Regions from separate parts of the Mus musculus genome. Here all the other regions are linked to region 1. Evidence: chromatin contacts called from public Hi-C, HiChIP or PLAC-seq, Micro-C and promoter capture Hi-C data. All regions are on one chromosome and are shown on one strand. Each heading gives the region's core, a stretch centred on a gene start, on an enhancer-like site or on the middle of the called end of the contact. The rest is flanking DNA. Distances are from core to core; before and after follow the strand shown.

Region 1 (3,622 bases), core at 770-3,269:
AGATACCCCCCAAACCCCTCCTATCCAACCCCCCCCACACACACACCCTCCCAGAACACCCACCACTAGAGTTCACATCTCGAACATCAAGAGTCCTCAGAGAAGAAATTGGCAATGTAGCGTGGTTGAGCAAGGGCCATCTCCACCAGAACTTGCCTTTGACTTCAGAAAGCTAAACCGCAGCAGCAAATACAGCTACATCTAGCAGAGCCACACACACCAAAACCCAGCAGCCAGCCGAGGAGGCCTGTGAGCTGGGGCTGCCTGCCCATATGGTTGGGCCTTCATCCTGGCTGTGTTAAAAAACAAAACAACAACAACAACAACAACAAAACCTTACATACTTCCTCTGGGAGCAGATGCAGGACTTTGCCATGAGCAATGACTACCCCACACATAAGGAACACAGGACAACTTAGGAACACCAGCTTAAGAGACCCCAGGGTTGGTTTTTAGGCTATGCCTACCTCTTTATAACTGGGGGTGGGAAAGACTTTCATTCTCTGGTCCCTAAACCCTCAACAGCTGGTCAGGAAGATGACAGTATACAATTCCCTGCCCCTGCCCTCCCGGCTAGAACTCATTAAAGAGAAGGCTAAGTAAGTTCTTTTTAGGTTAAGGACTAAGACACCCCCACCCCCACCCCCGCAGACTGTCTCCCCAAGGAGGGCTGTTTCCGCAGACCACCACTGGTAGTTTTGTCTTGGAAGGTAAGGAGGGAGTCATTTGGACCAGCAGACTGGGTATATGGGTGGCTTGGCGATTTCCGGTTAAGTCACTTACAACACCTTAGTTGTGACCGACTCTCAGGTGTGATCAGCCAGGAAATAAAAGTCTGCGGGACAGGGTGCCCCTTGTTTGCCCTGGAGATGGGGGGGGGGGGCGGGGGGGCCACACCCTCACCAAAGTAGAGAGACCCTTCACGAAAAGCCAGAGTTGGGCGCTCTCTCTCTCTCTCTCTCTCTCTCTCTCTCTCTCTCTCTCTCTCTCTCTCGTTCTATCTCTCTCTTTGCCTTTCTGCCCTTAGGAAGAGAGACAATCCTTTCCTCCGAGAACACGGACACACGGACAGGATGGAAATCCAGGAAACAGCAAAGCAAAGCCCGTCCGCACCTTGGCAAGCCGGCCATGCCCGATTTTGGCAGCGGCCTTCACTCATTAGTCACCACTACAGCCTGGGACCCTCCGCTCCAGGGATACGACCCTGGCACCGAGTAGGCTCAAGGCCTAGTTGGAGGAGAAGATTAGGCACTTCTCAGTCTAACCTGCCCTCACCCGCAGGGCCATCTGGGGTTCCAGCTTTGCCCCGGAACTTGCAGGGAGGGACCCGGGCGCGTCGGGCCGGCATAGGTAACAAAGCTCCGCGCCAGGCGCGCCCCATGTCAGCTCGGACGGGATCGGGAGCCAGGCCTATCCCCCTCATCTGGGCTCCAAGGCCCGGGGCATTCCTGGGTGTCCGCGTCCGCACCTTTTCACGGGATGGGAGGGCACTGCTTCTCCAAAAGGGAGATCTTAGCAGAGCTTGGGAGCCAGCGACTCCGGGCAACGCTCGAGCAAACTCTCGGATCGGGCGGAGAGAACTCACAGCAAACGCGTCCCCGCGCCCCAGTGCACCGTGTCGCCACCGCGTAGGGGGCGTCGCCAACCCAGGATCCTCGAGCCCCTAGCGAGCCTCTCCACCTCCCCAACTGCCCAGCCCACCTCTCCAGGGCCCTTCCAGCCCCCGGGACTCCCGCGCTTCTCAAAGCACAGCTCGGATCCTCCCGGTTCTCGGGGGACTCACCGGCCAGCAGCGGCAGAAGCAGGGCTCTGAGCAGAGTCAGCGGGCGGGCTCCCATCCTGGCGGGCTGCAGACGAGCAGCGAGGTTCAAGGCACACGGCGAGCGGGCGCGCGGACCGGAGCGCGGGGGCCGCCGCAGCAGCTACAGCCCGAGCCCGAGGCGTCCGGAGCTGGAGCCGCGCGCGCCCCGTACATCCAAGCCCTCGAGCGCGCCGCCGCCGCAGCCAAGCCACGCCCCCGACGCCCCCTCCTCTCCGCCTGCACGGCGCCCCGCCCCCTGACGCCCCCTTCCCCGCCGTCGAGGGGAGGAGCTGGCAATAGAAAGAAGGATCTGGGGAATGATGGGGGGGGGGGGGAGCAGCAGTGGCCGTCTTAGGGGAGTGCCGGAGACCTGGGTGTTGTTCCCACCGCCTAATCTATCCACTGGGACGCAAGAGAACCAAAGTGACTCTCAGAACTCCGTTAGGCCCTCTGAACCTACCTGGAGATCTGGAGCAATAGTTTGCCCAGAATTCTCCAAGTTGCTGGAGTTAAGCAACCCAAAGTGCTGCATGAGACAGACCAGCAGGGTGTCTCAGAAGAAGGCAAGGAGGACATAGCCAGGATGTCTCAGAAGACAAGGAGGGCACAGCTGTGGTGCCCGGTGGAACAGATGTAGCCAGGGAGGGGGAGGGGCGTGCGTGACACTGGACAAATCTGAACCCAAGGTAGAAACCCTGGGCTCCAACCCCCAGCGAGAGCTATTAAACAGACATACATCCCAAGTCCATCTCCAAGCAGTCTGGGCTGTGTCAGGGCATGGCCAAATCTCCAGCTGTGGGGAGGCCCAACGCAGCCCTTGTTCCAGGCACCCTCCACCCCCAGCGCCACCACCCCCACATTCTTTCTTTGTTGTGAAAGCAGCAAGGGGTGTGGGAGGCGGGTCAGAAGAAGTCAAGCTTTAGAAGATGGGCCCCAGCTGCTGACAGGCCTCCAGGATATGCAAGAGAGGATGGATAGCGCCTTGTCCCCCTTCTGGCTCTGGAGGGCCCCCCAGGCCTGCTTAGACCTCCCTTCCCCCAAGCAGCTGGGAGGGGGGAAGGAAGCCACAGAGGGCCTCACAGGCAGGAGAAGTGGCGCCAGGACTCCAGGGTCCTGCCACATGGCCACCACATGTCCCTGACAACCCCGTCCACAGCACCTTCTTCTTGTGTGCCTCATTCCCCATCCCCCAGAAGTCTTCCTCCAGGCCCTGCTAAAGAGGGTACAAACACGGAGGGAACCATTGAGCCAAGAATTCAACAGTCCTGCACACTACCACTGCCCTCATCCTTCTAGGAAGGGTCCTGAACAACGTCTTCAATGAAGACTCCGAACACAAAATGTTACCTGGTTCATTTATTAAAGAAACAGTGAAATATGTGGACCTGTAGTGAGGCAGCAGAGGGTAAAAGAGACCAGGGCAAGGCAGCCCAGTTGGCCAGCCCCAAACTGACAGAAGAGCCAGCATCAGGCGCATCCCTGAGGTGCAGACCCACTTTCTCCCACCTTGGGAGCCTCAGTCAGCTACTCTAGAGGACTCCAAAGTAGAGATCATGTTATCCTGAGGGCCCTTCCGAAGGGGGGTTCCCAGGGAAGGAGCCTAGACCCTAGAAGCAGCAATCTACCACATACACCGCTCCCTCTTCACCATCCTATTGAGTTGGGGAAGAGACAGGAGCCATGGGGAATGCTGTAAGGGCTGTGGGGACCCAGCAGACTAAAAGAGGGAGTTGAATGTCAGCTACTTGAAGAAAGGTCCACAGTGCTGGCGCTGAGGCCCCGGGAGACCTGAAAGAGACCAGCAACCACACATCACTGCAA
Region 2 (3,622 bases), core at 584-3,083, 250 kb before region 1:
TATCTATATTCCCAGCACTTAGGAAGTAGAATCAGAGGATTAGGGGTTCAAAGACATCCTCTGATACATACTGAGTTTGAGACAAGCCTCAGGCAACTGAGACCCTAGTATGTACAATAAGCATTGACTTCAACTAAATATACATAGTGATTTATCTTTCCTCGTCTACTAAAGTAGATGGAGATAACTAAATACATACATAGGTAGTATAATAAAGACAGGGCACATACCTCTGGTAGATTAGCTTTTTCATCAAAATAACGTATATTTACAAATTATATCAATAATATAGGATAAAGCAAACAAGTGTAAGGGAATACAGCTGGTAACATTTTTATACTGGTGCCAGGTGGGAGGTCCATGACTTCAAGGCTAGCCTGATCTACATAGGAAATTCCAGACCAGTTAAGGCTGCATAGTGAAACCTGACTCTCAAAAAAAAAGGGACAGAAGCAAGATTTTTATTCTGAAATAGGAAGCTTATGACATTTATAAATAAGCAAATCGGCTTATATTTTAAACATAATTTAAAAACAAATTAACAAAGTCATATTTTTTTCTTTTCAGAAATCTGATTCTTGTTTTTTGGTGTTTTTTGTTTGTTTGTTTGTTTTTGTTTTTTGTTTTTCGAGACAGGGTTTCTCAGTATAGCCCTGGCTGCCCTGGAATTCTCTCTGTAGACCAGGTTGACCTTGAACTCTGAGATTTGCCTGATTCTGCCTCTGAGTACTAGGATTAAAAAGTTTGTGCCACCAATGCCTGGCTCAGAAATGTGATTTTTACACAAATTCAAGATTTATGTTTAGCTGGTGAAAAATATGAAGCTATTGTCTAGGTTCAACATATTTCCTCACTTTTGGTTTTTTCATGGTGTGAGATCCTCTGAAACTGGAGCCCCAAATGGTTGTGAACTACCACGAAGGTGCTAGAAAAAAGACCTCCGGAGCCATCTCTACCCAGGCCCTATTTTCCTATGTTTTGACTGACCCTTAGGGTCTTGTCTTTTTCTTTTTAAACATTTATTTCTATTTTCTGTGTATGAGTTTTTGCCTCCATGTGTTTCTGCACCACTGATATCTCAAAACACTTGCCAGGCCTGTCACGGTATGGGTTGCTCCGACAGTGGCCTTCACCACCATTTTACTGTAATGCTTGGCTAGAACATCTGGAAATTTTACTGATGTCTGTTGTGTTTGACTTTCACTTTTCTGTACTTTCTCATTTCTCGATTTAAACCTCTATAAGTTATTGGACTGGAAAGTTACCCGACTACGTCAAGCTTCCTCTGGGGGAAAAGGGATGGACACTCGTTGAGGTTCGTAGCTTCTGACAGGGTTTAGGTGTGAGTGTAGGGGGTCGTTTGCTTTCTCACTATATATAATCATTTCTGTAAAGCAGGTGGATTGCTATGGGCACGCACGCTCCAGGAGCCTGGGAACCAAGCTACTGAGGCCTCCGCTACAACCTGGCCCCGCCCACTCACCGGGCTCTCCGGCCCCGCCCACCGCGCCGGGAGGAGGAGAGGGGTGGTCTCTCTGCATCACGTGGTCTCCGGGGGAGTAGGGGGTGGGCGGCTCGCCGGTCGCCATTTTGCGCGGGGCCGAAAGGCGGGGCCTGCGCACTTCAGGGCGCGCGCCCCTGGTGCTCGCGCAGGCTCAGCGCTCCGCCCCACGGCTCCCGGCTCCTGAGGCCGCTCTCCGCGTCCAGCCGCGGGAGAGCCTGGGAGGACGAGGGGGTGTGGCGTGTCGGCGCGTACCCGCGCCCTCCAACCGCTGGCCGGTGGGGCGGGGCCGCGGGGAGGGGGCCGCTCCGTCCGCGAGGGCGGCGCGCTGCGGTGTCCGCGGCGGCGGTGCCTGCGGCTGTGGCGGCACGCTCCCGAGCGGCGTCCGCGGCGCTCCCGGTAGCCATGTACCGCAGTGGCTCCCGCTCCTCCGTCTCTTCGCACCGGTCGAAAGACGGCAGCGCGAGCGGCCCTCCGCCGGGCCGTCCCGTGGGCGCCTCCTCAGGCCCCACACGCCGCCCCTCGTCGCCGCCGCCGCCCTCTTGCTCCTCGCTGCGGCTCCCCGCCCGCCGCCACCGCTCGCCCTCAGGCCACCGCGGCCGCTGGGCCTCGCCGTCCCCGCCTCGGGGTCGTCGCGGCTCCCCGTCCCCGCCCCGCGGCCGCCGGGCCTCACCGTCTCCGACCCGCGGCCGCCGGGCCTCGCCATCCCCTCCGCGGGGTCGTCGTGGCTCCCCGTCCCCGCCGCGCGCCCGTCGCGGCTCCCCGTCGCCACCGCGGAGCCGGCGACACTACCCACCTGGCCTGGGTGGCTTCCGAGGCAGCATTCGAGGCGAGTCCCGCGCCGACTTCGCCCGGGACGGCCGCGGAGACCATCCAGGCGGCGGCGGCGGCAGTCGGGTAATCCCACCCTTCGCCCATGTTGCCCCCATGTCCCCAGCCCCCGGGCCCTCAGGCCAGAGTCCGAATGTCCGAGTCTTCCCCGCTCCCTGACAGTCCTGGGTGCCTCCTTTACACAATAACGGACCCGGGACCCGTTCGGTCACCCGTGTTGGAACAGAACAGGACGCCCGGTTTCTAGGGGGAAGAGGCTTTCGCTCTTGCTATGTGGAAAAGTTCTCCAAGGCGAGGGGCATTTCATCCATACTGACTGGCGCTTTGGCGTTTCCCTTTGGGTTTGATCAAATTCGTTGCTTTAAGGCCCGAGTTTAGCAGAACATCTGAAATGCCTGGTGGCCAGTGAGGAAAGCTTGAACCAAAGCAGACTGGATGCTTTAGCTGTCATGGAGTCTCAGTTATAGCTGTTATTCCGACGAGAGGTGTGCATAATCAATCATTGTGATTGCTGCCATCAGCTAGAGACACAAGAGCAGCTACCAGCAATCTTTTAGGGCTCACGGTCCCTTGAGGTAAAGCAATAGCAATAGGTGTTATCACAGCCAAGGAACCAGCTCAGAGAGGTTTAAGTAGCTTGATCAAGGTGACACACAAGTGATGGAGCTGTGGTTCAGCTCACATGTTGGATTCTCACAGCCTGCGATTTTACATGTTAAAATGTGCTGCTGCTGGAGGGACAAAATGTGGGATTAATTTATGGTTGTGGTGGGTGTAGCTGAGTAGTACTCAGTAGGGCTTACAAAACTGTAAAACCCGATTTGGAATCTTAGCATCCTAATTTTAAATAAAGGTGCAGGTGTGATAGTGACCCCTCAGCTGGCACTACAGTGCCCTAGTGTTCTGGTCATAAACTGATTTGTCACATTGTGAAGACTTCTCAAAGCCCTCACTAGAGAGGAATCGAGTAGAATACTGCAGCCTCCCCCTTCTGGGTGCTGTACTCACTCCAGCTCCAGTTCTCCGTCCCATAGGAAAATGCTTTCTCTTACCACCCGAACATTTACCTCATGCTTCAAGGGAAGCCCCCAGGCTATCCTGTCATCTCTCACCACTCTGAAGGCCCTGCTGCCTCTTCCTCAGATTGGTACAGTTGCCTTCTTCGTAATTGAGCCTTGCTACTCACCATTTATCTTTTCTGTGTTCAGCCATCAAATTGATTTTTAAAAATATTTTGAATAGTGTGTGTTCAGGTGTACCTGTGAATGAGGTATATATGTGGGAGTGCAG
Region 3 (3,622 bases), core at 507-3,006, 230 kb after region 1:
CGCCTCCGAGGTTTCACTCCCTCTAACTCCTGCTCTTCTTTTCTGCCTTCACTCCACTCTCCTCCCACCCTGATAAACCTTGTTCTTAGATCTGAAATTCTTTGTCCTTTCTCAAGAATCCTGCCCCTTTATCAGACTTGCTGTTTTATTAATCTCTCCCTCTTGGGTAGATACTCTCAGCTCATGTGAAAATGTTGGAAAATGGCTCTGGAGGTAAAGTGCCTAAGCCTTGGGTTTGATCTCCAGAACCATGTTAAAGATGAAAGACTTGACAGACCTACACACACACATTCTCTCCCCACACCAAGTACTCAAAATGAGGCTGTAACCCCGCTGCAGTATTTACTCCCCACTCTTTGAGCCCAGCCCTTCAACTCACACGGCAGAGAAGCTGCTTGTCAGATGGGTGGGCATGCCGCCACGGCCTAACTCCTCAGCATTCCACTGGGCACACTACTGTCCTTGCACAGCTTGGTCCACTTCTGTGCTCTCACATGACTTGGGCTGCTCCCAGGACACACCCACCAGCCAGTGACTTCTAACAGCTCAATTTTGGTACCCAACAAGTGGCATATGAATCCTGTCACCATCCCTTGCCAGCTAGTCCTCTTCTGGTCGTCTCCAAATTCTAAGTGGCACCGTCAGCCACTCAAAGCTTGGCCCATAAATGAGAAGCATAAATGAGAGGCATTCTTTTTTTTTTTTTTTTTTTTTTTTTTGGTTTTTCAAGACAGGGTTTCTCTTTATAGCCCTGGCTGTCCTGGAACTCACTTTGTAGACCAGGCTGGCCTCGAACTCAGAAATCTGCCTGCCTCTGCCTCCCGAGTGCTGGGATTAAAGGCGTGCGCCACCACGCCCGGCTGAGAAGACATTCTTGATTCCTTCCGCTCTTGCAGGACCAGACTACAGTGCAAACCTTTCTAATCCCTACCTTTTACACAGCGGTCAAATCGTCTATAAAGAACATGAGCACTTCTGCACTGGTAGTCCTAGGACTAGGAAACTGAGGCAGGAGGATCACATGAACACAAAACTTGAGCCCAAGCAATTAAGCACGACTATGATACTGAAGTTTCAAAACAAAAATCCTCCGCAGTGGATTGCTCGTTAGCAATGCTTGCAGCCCTGAGTTCAAATCCCCACCCTACTCCCTTAGACCATAGCTTCTCACTGCAATTAGGACAAATCTAAGAATTCCCTAAGTGGCCTAATCACAGCAGCTCCAGAGAAGCTCGGCAGCCTTCGCTCCCTTTCAGTCTGCTCTACACAGGCGGCTTGGAACGACAAACCCTGCTTCTGAGGTGGCTAGCACAGCTCATGCCTTCGGAGAAACTTACTAGGCAGCAAGGGCTACTCCCAACTCATATGAAACCTCCAGCTTACAGGTTTTCTCCCACTGGCTGTGAATTCCATGAGTTCAGATGTCTTGTTTTAAATTCCACTCACCACTACTTTTAATGATTCTTTCCCTATAAACTAGACTATTTTAGAGAAACCACGGTTTTAAAAGCTTTTGGGCTTTGTGTCCACATGCAAGTGAAAACCTTTTAAGCTACACAGCTATCCTGTCTACTCGGCTTGGCTGGACTTGAAGGCGGGCAGTTACTGGCCTATCTGATTTCTCTCTAGCTCGGTGTCCTATCTTAATCTTTCCTCTTGAGTCACCTTGAATTCTAGGAACAAACAGGACTGATAACATCCCTGTGGCAAGGGCCTCCAGGGGCTGTGGGCCTGCAGGGCTGGGGCTGCCCGGATCCGGGATGAGGTGGCTGCTTGGAGCACAAGCCACTAGTTTCTCGGGAACCAGACTACACGGGGAACCGGACTCCTTCCTTCCACCTCCACCTCCTGCTTTCCTGGCCATTTTTCCTGTGTAACATCAAAACCCGCTGAGGATGGAATTCTGGGTAATGTCAGTGCCTGCAAGAAGGGTTTGATAAGTCTCTTGACCTGTCCCTAGTCTCAATGAGGCCACAATGTGTCAGCTTTTCACCCCTACTCCTCTTTTATTGGTGTACCTAGACCAGCGTGGAGTCTGGCCTGTTGGTAGGGCCAGAGCCAGGGCTTTTGCCCTAAGTACTCCAGTAATAGGGCCACAGAGATGGCCGAGGGGAAAGGTGATTCACTGTAAGCCCAACGACCCGAGTTTAATCCTCAGGACCCATGTGGTAGAAAGGAAATGTAATTTAAAAAACCCTCCAGTAACACTCAGAAGCAGACTCAGTACTAAGATTTAAAAATCTCATGATATCTAAATTCTCTACAAAAAAAAAAAAAGCTTTAAATGACTTTAATACATGGCAGGAAGAAAGGGAAAAATAATGAGCTGTCACTCAAACCAAAATAATATGGACCGAAAATCCGATGTTGCCCCCTCCCGCACATCAAGTTCTAGTCTAGTACAGTCTAGTTCTAAATCGGCGAGAGTACTAGCTGTCCCCATGGGCTCTCAAACAATGGACTCTCATTCCAACTTCTCCCTGATGAGGCCGGAATTTCAGTCCTGGAGGTGGAGTGCCACGCTAAAACTGACCACAGCTCATCTTGGTAAATAATGGAGATGGCAGATCTGTATTTTAAAGCACCTCCCAGTTAATTCTGATGGTCAGATTCAGTGTGGAACTTTGTGGGGGAATGCAATTTTTGCTGCTTAAAATGGCTACTAGCCTGAACTAGATTAATAAAAACAGTCTGTCATGAGTAAGCCACAAGTATTTAAAGCACTAAACACTTTCTGGAAGTGTTCAATGTATGGCAGTCCCTAACATCCACTGCCTACCTACTGTATTCAGACACAAAGAGCACCACACACTGTGACTTTTAACCACTAGAAAATTAACTATTTCCATCTCCCAGTGCCTCCAGAGCTTCCCAGACCTTCCTCCTCTCCTGTAACGTTTTAAGACCTCTACACACCTGCCCGGTATTTATCTATATAAGGAAACTTGGTTTTTACAAAATGAAAAAGTATGCCGGGCGGTGGTGGCGCACACCTTTAATCCCTAGTGCTTGGGAGGCAGAGGCAGGCGGATTTCCGAGTTCGAGGCCAGCCTGGTCTTCAAAATGAGTTCCAGGACAGCCAGAGCAATACAGAGAAACCCTGCCTGGACTGGACTCCCCCCATCCCCCCCCCCCAAAAAAAACCAGACAAAATGAAAAAGTACACTCTGAAGCTTAACTGAGTTTCTTCGATCAGAGATTTAATTAAGATAGTCTATGAAGTCCATTGAAGGCCCAAACTAGAAGTCACTTGCAACCGTCTCGTCCCTGCATTCTGGGGACCAGATCCAGGTCTGTTTGACAAAACAACCAACTAACTACAACCGGTTTAAATGAATTACAGTTGGGCCGGGCACGTTCCGGGAAGGCAGAACGACCCTGTCCTTAGCGTTGTCAGCTGGGGCTCTAACCCCCAAGAATCAGGAAAACCAAGCAAGGGGGTCCCCAAAGTCTTGCCCTCGGCCGAGCCTGAAAGACTATGCCGTCCATCCCGAGATCAAAGAGGAAAACACGGGGGGGATGAGCGGAGGCAGGGAGGGACGCCATCAACCAAGGAACCCGACCACATCCCACTATTTTCGGCCCGAGACAAGCGACCGAAAGCAAACCGTCACCACCTCAG
Region 4 (3,622 bases), core at 353-2,852, 200 kb after region 1:
GGTGAGGTAATGATTCTTTGCACTCTACAGAGGCAATCGAAGCCTCTCTTGTAAGGTTTCCTTGAGACAGAAAGGCTTCAGGTCTGGTTTTCAGCACTCACCGTGGAGTTGGCGAAAATTGAATTAGAATTGGCTGCAGAATACCCTGCGTTCGTCACATCATCGCTGCCCTGCAGAGGGGGAATTCAACATGGCAGTTACTGCAGGGCTTGGAGAGACAAAAGCCGAGCCTGAGACACTTGTCTGTCACTTACCGATTTACTGCTAGGTCCGTGCAGAAAATAGTTCAATGCTTGTGGGTCTCTAGAAAAGAAGGAAGTGAGAGAGTGAAACAAGTAAGTACTGCTACTTCTACGTAAATAGCTGCTGATAGTTATATAAGGCAAAAAGAAACGAAACACTAGCTCCAGTGAAATCTCTCCATTTTAAACCATTTTCTACACTTCTGTCTCTGGGAAGCGCCTACTGCTTCAGTCCTGGGGGGTGAACTTGGACCTTGCCCTTGCTTGGTGAGCTAAAAATAAAACTAAGCAACACCCTGGCCTGCCATCCCCAGACTTACTAAAAAAAATAACAAGTAAAACCAAAAGGAATGGGTTGCTGAGTTATGACCTGTGTGTAAAACTACCTTTCTGTGGCAGTTAAGAGCACTGACTGCTCTTCCTGATGTCCTGAGTTCAAATCCCAGCAACCACATGGTGGCTCACAACCATCTGTATGTGATCTGATGCCCTCTTCTGAAGACAATGACAGTGTACTTTATACATAAAATAAATAAAATCTTATTTATTTGTTTATTTATTTATTTTTGTTTTCTGAGACAGGGTTTCTCTGTGTAGCCCTGGCTGTCCTGGAACTCACTCTGTAGACCAGGCTGGCCTCAAACTCAGAAATCTGCCTGCCTCTGCCTCTGCCTCCCAAGTGCTGGGATTAAAGGTGTGTGCCACCACTGCCTGGTATAACAAAATCTTAGTACAAACAAACAAACACACAAACTCTCTGTGCTAGTTATTGCTGTAACCATGGTAAAGTATTATTTTTTATTTTAAAAGGCCAGGAGCTTAAGATAGCTACAGAGCTCTTTCTACTCCTCACACCTCACACGAGCGGTCCACCCTGGGCCCCACAGGAGCATCTTACCCAATAAGATCGAGGAGACAGGAGTCATCGTCATCATCCATGACAACTGCAAGGAGAGAGGGAGGGAGGCAGTGAGTCGGAGCAGGGCGGCCAGCAATATGGATGCAGTGGAGCACGCTGAGCCTCCACACAACTGTCAGCACGGGAGCTTTCCCTAGTCACCTATCAAGCCTACCATGGGAAAAATGTTGTGGCTGGTGGGCACAGTGTCATTTGCCAGTAGTCCTGGCCACTCAGGTAGGACTCAGTAAGGAAGGGAACTTGAGTCCAAGAGTTCAAGGTCAGCCTGGACAATAGCAAGACCGCAGCTCATAAGTAAATAAACAAATAGCCAAGCAAGCCAGACACACTGGCAAACACCTTGATCCCAGGAGTTGGAAGGCAGAGACAGGAGGATCAGGAGGTGAAGGCTACCCTTGCCTACATGACAAGGTTGAGGCCAGCCTGGGCTACATGAGACCCCATGTCAAAAACAAAAAACAAAAACAAAAACAAAAACAAAAACAAAAGGTGCCAGGCGTAGTGGCGCACGCCTTTAATCCCAGCACTCGGGAGGCAGAGGCAGAGGCAGGCGGATTTCTGAGTTTGAGGCCAGCCTGGTCTACAAAGTGAGTTCCAGGACAGCCAGGGCTACACAGAGAAACCCTGTCTCGAAAAACAACAACAACAACAAAAAGGTAGAAATATGTGAAATTAACAGTTACTTGAATACATTTTTGACTTAAATTGTTTCTCCTATAAATCAGTTTCAACATAGAGGTCCAAAGAGTTTAGACACATCTAAGATAGCTGCAGCCACCGGCCACATGCAGATTCCCGAGAGAGACCATGAAGGAGGACTTATGCCATCAAACGTAGAATGAGTAAGGGCAGAGACAAAATTTTGCTTTAGGAAAGCTCTCAGATTCTGAAGTCCTTCAGGGTTGTGACCGGATGCGTCTAAACACTGAGAGCAACTCCGACTTCTCAACGTATTTTGGTGATCTTTGGGAAGGCAGAATGCGGGTTCTCCCCACATTTGGAGACAGACCAGGAGGCCCTGTGGTGCAAGCCATACAGGCTCTGGTCGTGGGCCTTGGGTGCTTCCCAGTGCAGAAATACTGTCCAAGTTCAATGCCGAATAGTCCATAGCTGGACCAGGAATGTTTAAAGTAGAAACTGCAGCCCAAGTTCTCCCCACTGCAGCTCGGAGCTCCCTCTCTCTGCCTGCAGCAGCCACAAGCATGGCCAGCACAGCTCTGGCCCAGACTGTAACAACTGAACAAATTCCAGCCGTGGTTCTCCCCCGAGAGCCAGTCAACTTACACTAGTGACCCGACACCTGGCAACCCTGCTTCTCACCCATTTCAAGCCATGCGTGGAATAATTTACATCACAGAACACCAGGGCCAAGAGTTCTGGAGCAGTTGGAAAGGGCAGTTGTGAACGGCAGTTGGACGCAGGAATGAAATCCTGAAGAGATGCCCAGAGGAGGGGCATACCCAGAAAAGGCAGAGGGAAGGGTGAGTCTTAAGGAGAGATTTTTCTCTGTTCAAACTTCCTTCTCCCATTAGTTCCTCCAAACCAATCATAAGGCCTAACAGCTGTGGTATTCCCTCCTGCCACGGGGAAGGACACTTTCTCTACTCTAGAAGAATGTGGAAGGGTAAGTTTCCTGATGTGGGACCCTCCTGTAGGTGGCTGGATTCGAAGGGTTGCGGAGTGACTGGGCTGATTATAATCCACTGAGCAGAGTGCAGGGTGGGGAGAGAGGATGGGTGAGGGAGAAGGAAGGAGAGTGGGATACATGAAGCAGAAGCTGTTGGCTACTGAAGCTAAGAGCAGCCAGCCATGAGAAATGGGCTCTTTAGGACCCAGGCAGGAGTCATTTGAGGTCACATTGGCACCAATGTTCCTGCACACATGACTTTTGAAAACAAGACTGGGAAGGAAACAGGAAAACTATCATCAACTGGGTATGCTGGATTTGTTACACAAGCCAGGCATGGTGACGAGGTGACATCTGTATTTTCAGCCCTTGGGAGGCAGAGGCAGAAGGCCTGATGCAAGTTTAAGGACAGCCTGGTCTACCTAATGAGTACCAGGACAGCCTAGGCTACATACGAACCTGCCTCAAACAAATGCCACAAAACAGAAGCTATGTCCTGATTACAAGCATTAGCCACAGCTCATGTCATTATAAACCACGCCTCCCAGACATCACAATCACACGGAATAAACTGTCCAATTATGATGTATCTTTAGGCCTATACAGTATATATTATTTCTTTACTTCAACATGGCTATTCAAATGAAGAATCCTATTATCGCCATAAACTTTCTTCTCTTTTTCTTGAGACTGCATCTCACTATGTACCCCTGGCTGGTTTGGAACTCACCGTGGAGAGCCCCCTGGCCTTTGTGGAGAGTGCTGGGATTAAAAGCATGCGTGATCATGCTTGTGCCTTCTATACTTAATTTTTAAAGTTGAAGATGGGGCTCA
Region 5 (3,622 bases), core at 788-3,287, 190 kb before region 1:
TGTATATCAGTGTCTGTGTATGTGCCTATGTCTGTGTGTCTTTGAGTATGCCTATGAGTATATGAGTGTGTGTGTGTGTGTGTGTGTGTGTTTGGGTGTATGTATCTGTGTTTGGGTGTGTCTGTGTCTATGTGTGTGTCTCTGTCTATGCCTATGTGTGTTATCTGTGTCTGTGTCTCTGTGTGTCTTTGAGTATGAGTGTGCGTATGTATGTGTGGCCCACAGGAGCTAGAGGTGTCTGATCTCTGAGAGCTGGACTTACATATCTCCTCCAGAAGAGCAGCGTATGCTAACAGCTGAGCCGTCTCTCCAGCCCCCACTTTTGCATCTTAGTCTCTAACTAACCGCACAGCTGCTCGCCATTCTCACCAGATGCTAATGATGCCCGGAACACATGGCAGAGTGGCAGCTAGCAGAAGCCACCGCCAGCTCCGTATCAGGTACCCAACCAGGGTCAGCAGCAGCACCCCTCCTGTCCAGAAGGTGGTGCTGATGACCCCAGCCACAGTGCGGTGCTCCACATCCAGCCACTCTAACTCTGGGGACAGAGAGACCATTAGCAGGGGCCAAATGGACCCATCTTCCTCCACCCCCCCACCCCACCCCACCCCCGCAGCCTCCCTCCAGGCCTCGCCTCACCCAACGGAAGTACAATGATGGTAAAACCAGCCAGGGCTGAGCCGGTGAGCATGCGGGTGGTGACAAACATGATGTAGTTGACCGAGGCTGCAGACATCAGGCCCAGCGCCAGGGTGCTCACGTAGGCCACCAGCAGAAGCCGGCGCCGGCCAAACCTGCCAAGGGCCATGCGAGGTCAGGTCCCCACAGGGATGCCCAGATACAGGTGATGAGGCCTGTCCCCAACACCGGTCCCTTATTTCACCTGTCAGACAAGTATCCGTACACCACAGCCCCCAGCAGCACGCCGATGAAGAAGCACGTGGATGTAACTTTGTTCAGGCCTCTCTGCTGACACACCAGATCCCACTGCAGAGACAGGCGGGTAAGTTGTCGGATCTGTAAGAGCCCCTCTCCAGCCACGATGTCCCTCCTCTCCAGACTCCCAGGCAGCCCTGACCGTTTCAGAAGATTCCCCCATCCCTAGCTATCAACCTCAGCACTAGAAAGGGAAGACTTTGCCTCTCCCTAGTCCTAGAGCTCAGTGCTTTCCCACAGAGGTCCATCACGGCCACCAAGGAATCCTGTTGTCTCTCCGCAGGGAGACTCCACCCACCCTTCCTCTCGGGATGACTCAGGTAAATCTCAGACCTGGGACAGGAATGAGGCAGAGGGGAGAAAAGGATGGAGGCTTCCACAGTTTCTCTATCTTTTACTACAGAGATGTCCTTTTCAGCCTCTGTTCCAACTCCCTGGAGCTGCCTTAGCCCTTGGGTAAATTATAGTAAACGAACTGAACCCAGCTTTAAAGCTACAGGCTGGTCTCCACACGGGAATGAAAGTCCTTAGAGTGCAAGAAGGTTCTCTCCGGTCCCCTGCCCCCAAGGTAATGGCTGGCTCAACCCACTCACATATCCCGCACCCTCTGGGCTTGGGTACCTCAGTTGCAATGGTGGAAGAGAATTCTGAGCGGTCGTACTCCCAGCCCTGGGAGCAGGGCACTGTGAGGGGCTCACCCTCAGGCTCCCCAGAGTTGTACACCTCTGTTCCCAAGGTGACATTGGGAAGAGCCTGGGGATAGGCAAAGCGGAGGCAGGAACTAAAGCTGCCGTCAGTCTCCCGGGGTAGATGGGTTTTCAGCCACAAGTCCTGGTGACTGAGGTTGGCTGGGGCATCAGGCAGGGCACAATGATGGGCAGGCACAGCAGCCATGAAGATGGGCAGGAGAAAATGCATCGGGAGCAGGAATCGGGGCAGGGCCAGCAGCACCAGATTCCGCAGTTGGAAAGGCCCAAAGCCACCCACCTTGTGCAGCAGCTCTTCGAAGCCCATGCCCTCCACCCACCAGGTGTGCCTCTATAGTACCTAGGATCGGTCAACCTGCTTGCTACATGTGCCCTTGGACTCTGGAGGTGGGAATAGTTGTACTGATGAGTGCAGAGTCTGTAGCCAGAATCCAGCCCCCCAGAGGCTGGCCCAGACCTGGGCCCTCCCACATCATCTACACATCAATGGATCCTACCTAAGGGGAAAGGCCACCATTCCTCAGAGGTCCTGGTGTACTCTGGCCTTTACACATTGGAGCTCAGAGAACAGGTAGCAGAGCCAAGGGCTGGCATAGGAGGGCAGCCAGGTGTGGATTGAGTGAGGCCTGAGCTACTGATTAGACCTTCAGGGCTATGTAAGGTAAACAGGTCCCCTGGGTATAGTGCCTGCTGTCCTGGGTAGCCTTTGTCCTGTGAAACTTTAGGTCAGCCAGCCTTGTCTATTTGCAAGCACAGCACAGTTTGACTCACAGCCCAGGACTCAGGATGAGGGCTGGACTCCCCTTGGGTAAGGGAGCCTCTGATAAACCCCAAACTTTCCCCATAGCCCTTGGCCATGTCTGGAATGGACGCCCTAACCTAAGTGACCTCTGAGGTGACCTCTGAGACTGTGCTGGCCCTGTGTGGGGGTCTCAGGAATTTTCTTTTTTCTTTCTTTCTTTCTTTTTTTTTTTTTTAAAAAGATTTATTTATTTATTATATGTAAATACACTGTAGCTATCTTTCAGACACTCCAGAAGAGGGCACCAGATCTTGTTATGGATGGTTGTGAGCCACCATGTGGTTGCTGGGAATGGAACTCAGGGCCTTCGGAAGAGCAGTCGGTGCTCTTAACCGCTGAGCCATCTCTCCAGCCCAGGAATTTTCATCTGCAGTCCAGTCTGCCTCTTTAAGAGCATCCTGGATGACGTTTCCCAGGGTTGCAAAGAAGAACCTGGAAGGTTAGGGAAGGCCCGAGGCTTCTGCGGGGCTAAGTGCCAGCAAATGAGTGCATGGTGATTGGTGGGGAGGGGCGTCTCTGTGGATGACCAGAAGGTTCGCTCTACAACTGATTGTGGTGCCGGTGCCGTCATGCTGAGTTGTATAATTTGAGTTGAAAATTATGTAACAGTTGCATAAATTATAGAACAACAAAATAACTTTTTTTTTTTTTGCATTTCTGAGAAAATTTTATTGGCTTTTTGGAAAAAGTTGATTTTCCAGGAAGGATGATCCCATCGTACTTCTGCTGGAACCAGCGCGTGGCCTCCTCCTTGCTGATTCTGTGTTTGGCCCCAATGCAGCCTGTTCTGCGCTTCTTGTCTGCGATGCTGAACCCTGGCCTACCCAGTACCTCATAGAAGTCCAGGCCGTAGATCCCAATGCTTGGGTCGTATTTGATGCCCAGGTCAATGTGTTCCTGAAGTCCAAAACCAAAGTTTCCAGTATCCGAGAAGTTATTTTTCCACAACTCATACTCCCGCACCTTCAGACCTTTCTCCAGAATTTCCTCTGCCTTGGCTCCGCGGACTGTGCAGTGAACGGCAATCTTCTCATTTCTCCGGATGCCAAAGGACCTGACAGTGTATCTAGCTTTGGAGAACACCGGGGTCTGGCCTGTGAGCTGCTCCAACACCTTGGCTGCCCGGGTCAGTCTGTCTCCGCAGATATTGAGGCAGAGCTTGCGGATGCGCGGTTCC
Region 6 (3,622 bases), core at 610-3,109, 130 kb before region 1:
CCCTTGGGTTACAACAAATGGGTGGAGCTCAGTGCGGTGCCCAGTGGATGACGGCAGAAAGCATCCCCTTTTCTGTAACCTATCAATAGGAAATAGTTTAGCAGTGAGGATGAGGGTGGTGGCCTCTGTGCATGCATGCATGCATGCATCCAGGCGTGGCTGTGGAGAGTTTTGTTCTTCTGTAGACCCAGGGTGTCCATCCTAAGACCAGTGCTGGTGGCAGCGGCAATGGCCATGTCCTTGATAGAATAATGCATTTCACAGCTCTTCTGTAACTTGTGGGCCACTGGCCCCCCCTGGTTTTATCCTAACTAAGGTGGGGTCACTGAGGGGCTCTCCATCTCCTCAGAGTGGCTAGCAGACTGTGGTAGGAAGAGCTGGAATGGGGAGATCTGGGGAGGGGCAGGGCCAGAGCGGTGGCCATGGAAATGGTGGGGAGTCAGGCTCTAGAAAGTGTAACCGTCTTGCCCGATTCCATATCTCTGTACCCATCAATTAGAGCATTCCTTAGCCCTCGTCAGAAGAGCTTCTTTTTGCAGATTAATAGGGTCTCTCGGAGACTGTAGAGTGTTTGAATGTAAATGGGCCATCTCCATGGAAGAGTGGGTTGAAAGACAGAGGGACTGCCATGAAAACATTGTTTCTGGACATGACAGTGGGGTTACACACATAACTCATAGAAGCTATGACTGCCCGTGCACGATCAGGCTGGTCCAAACCCTACCCTGTGTGGAGAAGGGCCCCATGCCAATAGCTGAAGCGTTGCTGACAGCTAACAGCTGGTGAGGCAGGCACGACCCTGAGAGGCTGCCTGTACTTGTTCCAGTAGATGGTTCCACACCGGTGCACACATAGGTAGCACTAATGGGCTCAGTGGGTAGGGAGGGAAGCTGTAGAGATGGTTCAGTGGTTAACAGCACTGGCCACTCTCCAGAGGACCCAGGTTGGATTGTCAGCACCTGCATGGTGGCTCACTGTGTCTGTAACTCCAGTTTCAGGTTAGCTCATTGTGCTCTTTTGGCTTCTTGGGGCATCAGGCATGCACATGATGTAGAGATATAAACTCAGGCAAACCACCTGTCTTAGTTAGGCTTTTACTGCTGTGCACAGACACCATGACCAAGGCAAGTCTTATAAAAAACAACATTTAATTGGGTCTGGCTTACAGGTTCAGAGGTTCAGTCCATTATCATCAAGGTGAGAGCATGGCAGTATCCAGGCAGGCATGGCACAGGCATTGCTGAGAGTTCTACATCTTCATCCAAAGGCTGCTAGTGGAAGACTGAGTTCCAGGCAACTAGGGTGAGGATCTTATGCCCACACCCACAGTGACACACCTATTCCAACCAGGTCACACCTATTTGAACAAGGCCACACCTCCAAATGGTGCCACTCCCTGGCCCAAGGATAAACAAACCATCACAACACCTATACACATAAAATAATAAAATAATCAAAGATAATAATTATTTTAAATAATAAATAAAAATGAAGTTGGTGTAGGGGATAGAAGATGGATTGGAGGGGAGAGAGAGACTGGGTTAGATTTGATTAAAACACTACATACATGTATGAATAATAAAATATTTTTAAAATAAGTTAACAATCTTTTTTAAATTTTGGAAAGATTAATGAGAGCCAATCACAGTTGCCTATGGATCCCGTACAGAGTTTGAGAGCACTGAGATCCGTACAGAACTACTTGAATAGCTAGGAGCTGGGGAGGGGCAGGTCACGGGGAGGAGTCAGAACTAATGAGCGGGTTGGCTCGGGAAGAGCCTATCCGGGAAGAGAGCGAGCTTGAAGAAGGTCCCCTTACCTCTGGGAGTCGCTTTCCCAGGTCACGTGGTAGCGGCGGCAGCGGTTGCCCGCGCGCGGCGATGGCGGCATCCGGGGAGCTGGTTCCATGCTCTGTGTACTTCTGCGGGAGCATCCGCGGCGGGCGGGAAGACCAAGCTCTGTATTCGCGGATCGTATCCCGGCTGCGGCGCTATGGGAAGGTGCTCACTGAGCACGTGGCTGATGCTGAGTTGGAGCCGCGTGGTGAGGCGACGCGGGCTGGAGACTCGCAGGCTGGGGACCTGTAGGCTAAGGGGACCGGCTGACTAGGGACTTGCCGGATAGGAGACCCACTGGCTAGTAGACATTCAACCTGGGGAACCCGCAGCTCATGTGACCCGCAGGCTAGACCGGAGGCTAGGGGATCTGCAGACTAGGACCTCGTAATGGTTAGGGGACCGGCTGGCTATGGAAGGTCCTGGATTATATGTGTACGTTCCATGCGCAGGTCAAGTGTCCCTGTCCAGCACACTGGAAGCAAGTGACAGCCCAGACCCAGCTTTGGGCTAGCAAGGCTTTGATAAGCTGGTCTGGATAAGCACTCCTCCAGTAGGAAAGTTGTACCTAGAACTCTTGTATTTCTGCTCCAAAAACTTTTAAGTAGATCTCCCTTGCCCCATGCAAGAACAAACTCCTAAGCTGTGGACTCTAAAGCAATTCTGGGAGAATCTTTTAAAAGACAAAGAATCAATCGTAGGCAAAAAATGCCAGGGGATTGGAAAGAACCTGTTTGTGCTTATGCTTGGCTAGCGCATGGTGTGTTTTGTTGATAGTTCTCCACCTTCAGCGCCAATGTCAGCACTCTGGAGGCAGAGGGTAGGATGAGTTCCAGGCCAACCTGGGCTACAGAGTTAACCCCTGTCTCAAAGAAATGAGACAAAACAGTCTACAGAGTGTGATAGCCTGGAGAAAACCTTTGAATCTGGGTTTTCTCCCCTAGTCACTTTTCTTGCTTTTTCTTTTTCTTTTCTTTATTTTGGAAACAGGCTGTCATAAACGCACAGTGACGTCAGACTTGTAGCCAAGGATGGCCTTAGAACTCGCCATCCTCCTGCCTTCACCGCCCAAGTGCTAGAACTACAGGCACCTGCTGCTACACACAACTTGTTAGTTTGTTTTTTGAGACAGGGTCTCTCTACATATCCCTGGCCATCATGGTACTTACAGTGTAGACCAGGCTGTGTTGGAACTCACAGATTTCCCCAGCCTCTGCTCCCGGGGCTGGGATTAGTGCTATGAGCCATGATCCTCAGGCTCACAAAAGAAGTTTTAGACAGTGTGGTTCTGCTCTGCCACCTGCAGAGCCTTACCGTCCTAAACAGCAGAGTTGATTCAAACTGGAAACTGTGATCCTGGCTCTCTGACCCCAGACACGCCCCTTGGATTCCGGGTGAGTCAGACCTTTTCCCCACACGCACCCAGCCCCACCCACACGTGCCTCCGTGAACAGGATTGCATTTTTCTTGTGGCTGTTTTGTTCTTCATCCCTTTAACAGACTCCTCTCCTGAACTGGCTTTTGAAGGTGCTGGGGCAAGGGTTCCCTCTCTCTGCCCCTCTCTGAGCAGGGTAGATTTGAGAAGCAGCGAGAACATAGAAGTTACTAGGTACTGAGTTGGGGTAGGGACCATCTCTGACCAGCTTGCCCTCAACCACAGGGGAAGAGGCTGCTGGGGGCGACCAGTTCATCCATGAGCGGGACCTGGCCTGGCTCCGGCAGGCCGATGGTGAGTGAGTAGTCCTCCCTTCTGCATGAGGGCTCCTTGGTGATGTCGATTCCTGGGC

What was found. Promoter capture Hi-C pulls out the DNA fragments that hold promoters and counts their contacts. Hi-C and Micro-C count contacts between places; a contact is called where the count stands out from the background. HiChIP or PLAC-seq counts read pairs in DNA pulled down with a chosen protein or histone mark. Capture Hi-C pulls out chosen DNA fragments and counts their contacts.
Region 2: a promoter capture Hi-C map of neural stem cells shows a contact between it and region 1. The contact joins the promoter of Zfp318 here to the promoter of Ptk7 in region 1. A contact is called at or near these places in 6 of 39 promoter capture datasets (the HPC-7 cell line, cranial neural crest, frontonasal cranial neural crest and 3 more), 2 of 484 Hi-C or Micro-C datasets (both in embryonic stem cells) and 1 of 9 other capture datasets (adipose tissue).
Region 3: a Hi-C map of cerebellum shows a contact between it and region 1, with 1.5 times the contacts expected there. The contact joins the enhancer-like site here to the promoter of Ptk7 in region 1. A contact is called at or near these places in 1 of 39 promoter capture datasets (cranial neural crest), 1 of 484 Hi-C or Micro-C datasets (cerebellum), 4 of 115 datasets of contacts at active chromatin or transcription factors (embryonic stem cells and epiblast stem cells) and 1 of 9 other capture datasets (pancreatic islet).
Region 4: a contact with region 1 is called in an H3K27ac HiChIP or PLAC-seq map of microglia, with 6 times the contacts expected there. The contact joins the promoter of Bicral here to the promoter of Ptk7 in region 1. A contact is called at or near these places in 3 of 115 datasets of contacts at active chromatin or transcription factors (bone marrow-derived macrophages, embryonic stem cells and microglia) and 1 of 9 other capture datasets (pancreatic islet).
Region 5: a Micro-C map of embryonic stem cells shows a contact between it and region 1, with 2.3 times the contacts expected there. The contact joins the promoter of Slc22a7 here to the promoter of Ptk7 in region 1. A contact is called at or near these places in 4 of 39 promoter capture datasets (the 3T3-L1 cell line, cranial neural crest, frontonasal cranial neural crest and 1 more), 3 of 484 Hi-C or Micro-C datasets (DN3 thymocytes, the HL-1 cell line and embryonic stem cells), 3 of 115 datasets of contacts at active chromatin or transcription factors (the SCID.adh cell line, embryonic hindbrain and embryonic stem cells) and 3 of 9 other capture datasets (adipose tissue, liver and pancreatic islet).
Region 6: a contact with region 1 is called in a promoter capture Hi-C map of adipose tissue. The contact joins the promoter of Dnph1 here to the promoter of Ptk7 in region 1. A contact is called at or near these places in 1 of 15 datasets of contacts at CTCF or cohesin (the NIH/3T3 cell line), 2 of 484 Hi-C or Micro-C datasets (B cells and embryonic stem cells), 3 of 115 datasets of contacts at active chromatin or transcription factors (the SCID.adh cell line and embryonic stem cells) and 3 of 9 other capture datasets (adipose tissue, liver and pancreatic islet).

The regions. Positions count from the first base shown.
Region 1 is chr17:46,627,485-46,631,106 of GRCm38.p6, forward strand. It overlaps Ptk7 (PTK7 protein tyrosine kinase 7), which reads right to left and starts at 2,020. Exons shown (of 20, transcript NM_175168.4): 1 at 1,784-2,020. The coding sequence starts at 1,838. It overlaps Klc4 (kinesin light chain 4), which reads right to left. Exons shown (of 16, transcript NM_001357130.1): 16 at 3,145-3,589. The coding sequence ends at 3,539.
Region 2 is chr17:46,381,933-46,385,554 of GRCm38.p6, forward strand. It overlaps Zfp318 (zinc finger protein 318), which reads left to right and starts at 1,834. Exons shown (of 10, transcript NM_207671.4): 1 at 1,834-2,398. The coding sequence starts at 1,907.
Region 3 is chr17:46,853,040-46,856,661 of GRCm38.p6, forward strand. It overlaps a transcript of Bicral not described here. Among named protein-coding and RNA genes, the nearest start is that of Bicral, 23 kb to the left of the region's middle. Within about 2 kb of position 1,757, at least 73 of the 459 cell types and tissues checked have an H3K27ac peak or open chromatin away from gene starts, as enhancers often do. A contact at or near this core is called in cerebellum, where this site is marked.
Region 4 is chr17:46,829,811-46,833,432 of GRCm38.p6, forward strand. Bicral (BRD4 interacting chromatin remodeling complex associated protein like) reads right to left here and starts at 1,603. Exons shown (of 11, transcript NM_001100452.1): 1 at 1,141-1,603; 2 at 255-303; 3 at 102-170. The coding sequence starts at 1,181.
Region 5 is chr17:46,436,440-46,440,061 of GRCm38.p6, forward strand. Slc22a7 (solute carrier family 22 (organic anion transporter), member 7) reads right to left here and starts at 2,038. Exons shown (of 10, transcript NM_144856.2): 1 at 1,558-2,038; 2 at 884-987; 3 at 640-794; 4 at 370-538. The coding sequence starts at 1,950. It overlaps Gm36541 (a long non-coding RNA gene), which reads left to right and starts at 612. Exons shown (of 3, transcript XR_385613.3): 1 at 612-1,003; 2 at 1,220-1,256; 3 at 1,340-1,641. It also overlaps the pseudogene Gm5093.
Region 6 is chr17:46,494,930-46,498,551 of GRCm38.p6, forward strand. It overlaps Dnph1 (2'-deoxynucleoside 5'-phosphate N-hydrolase 1), which reads left to right and starts at 1,860. Exons shown (of 4, transcript NM_207161.3): 1 at 1,860-2,043; 2 at 3,496-3,564. The coding sequence starts at 1,881.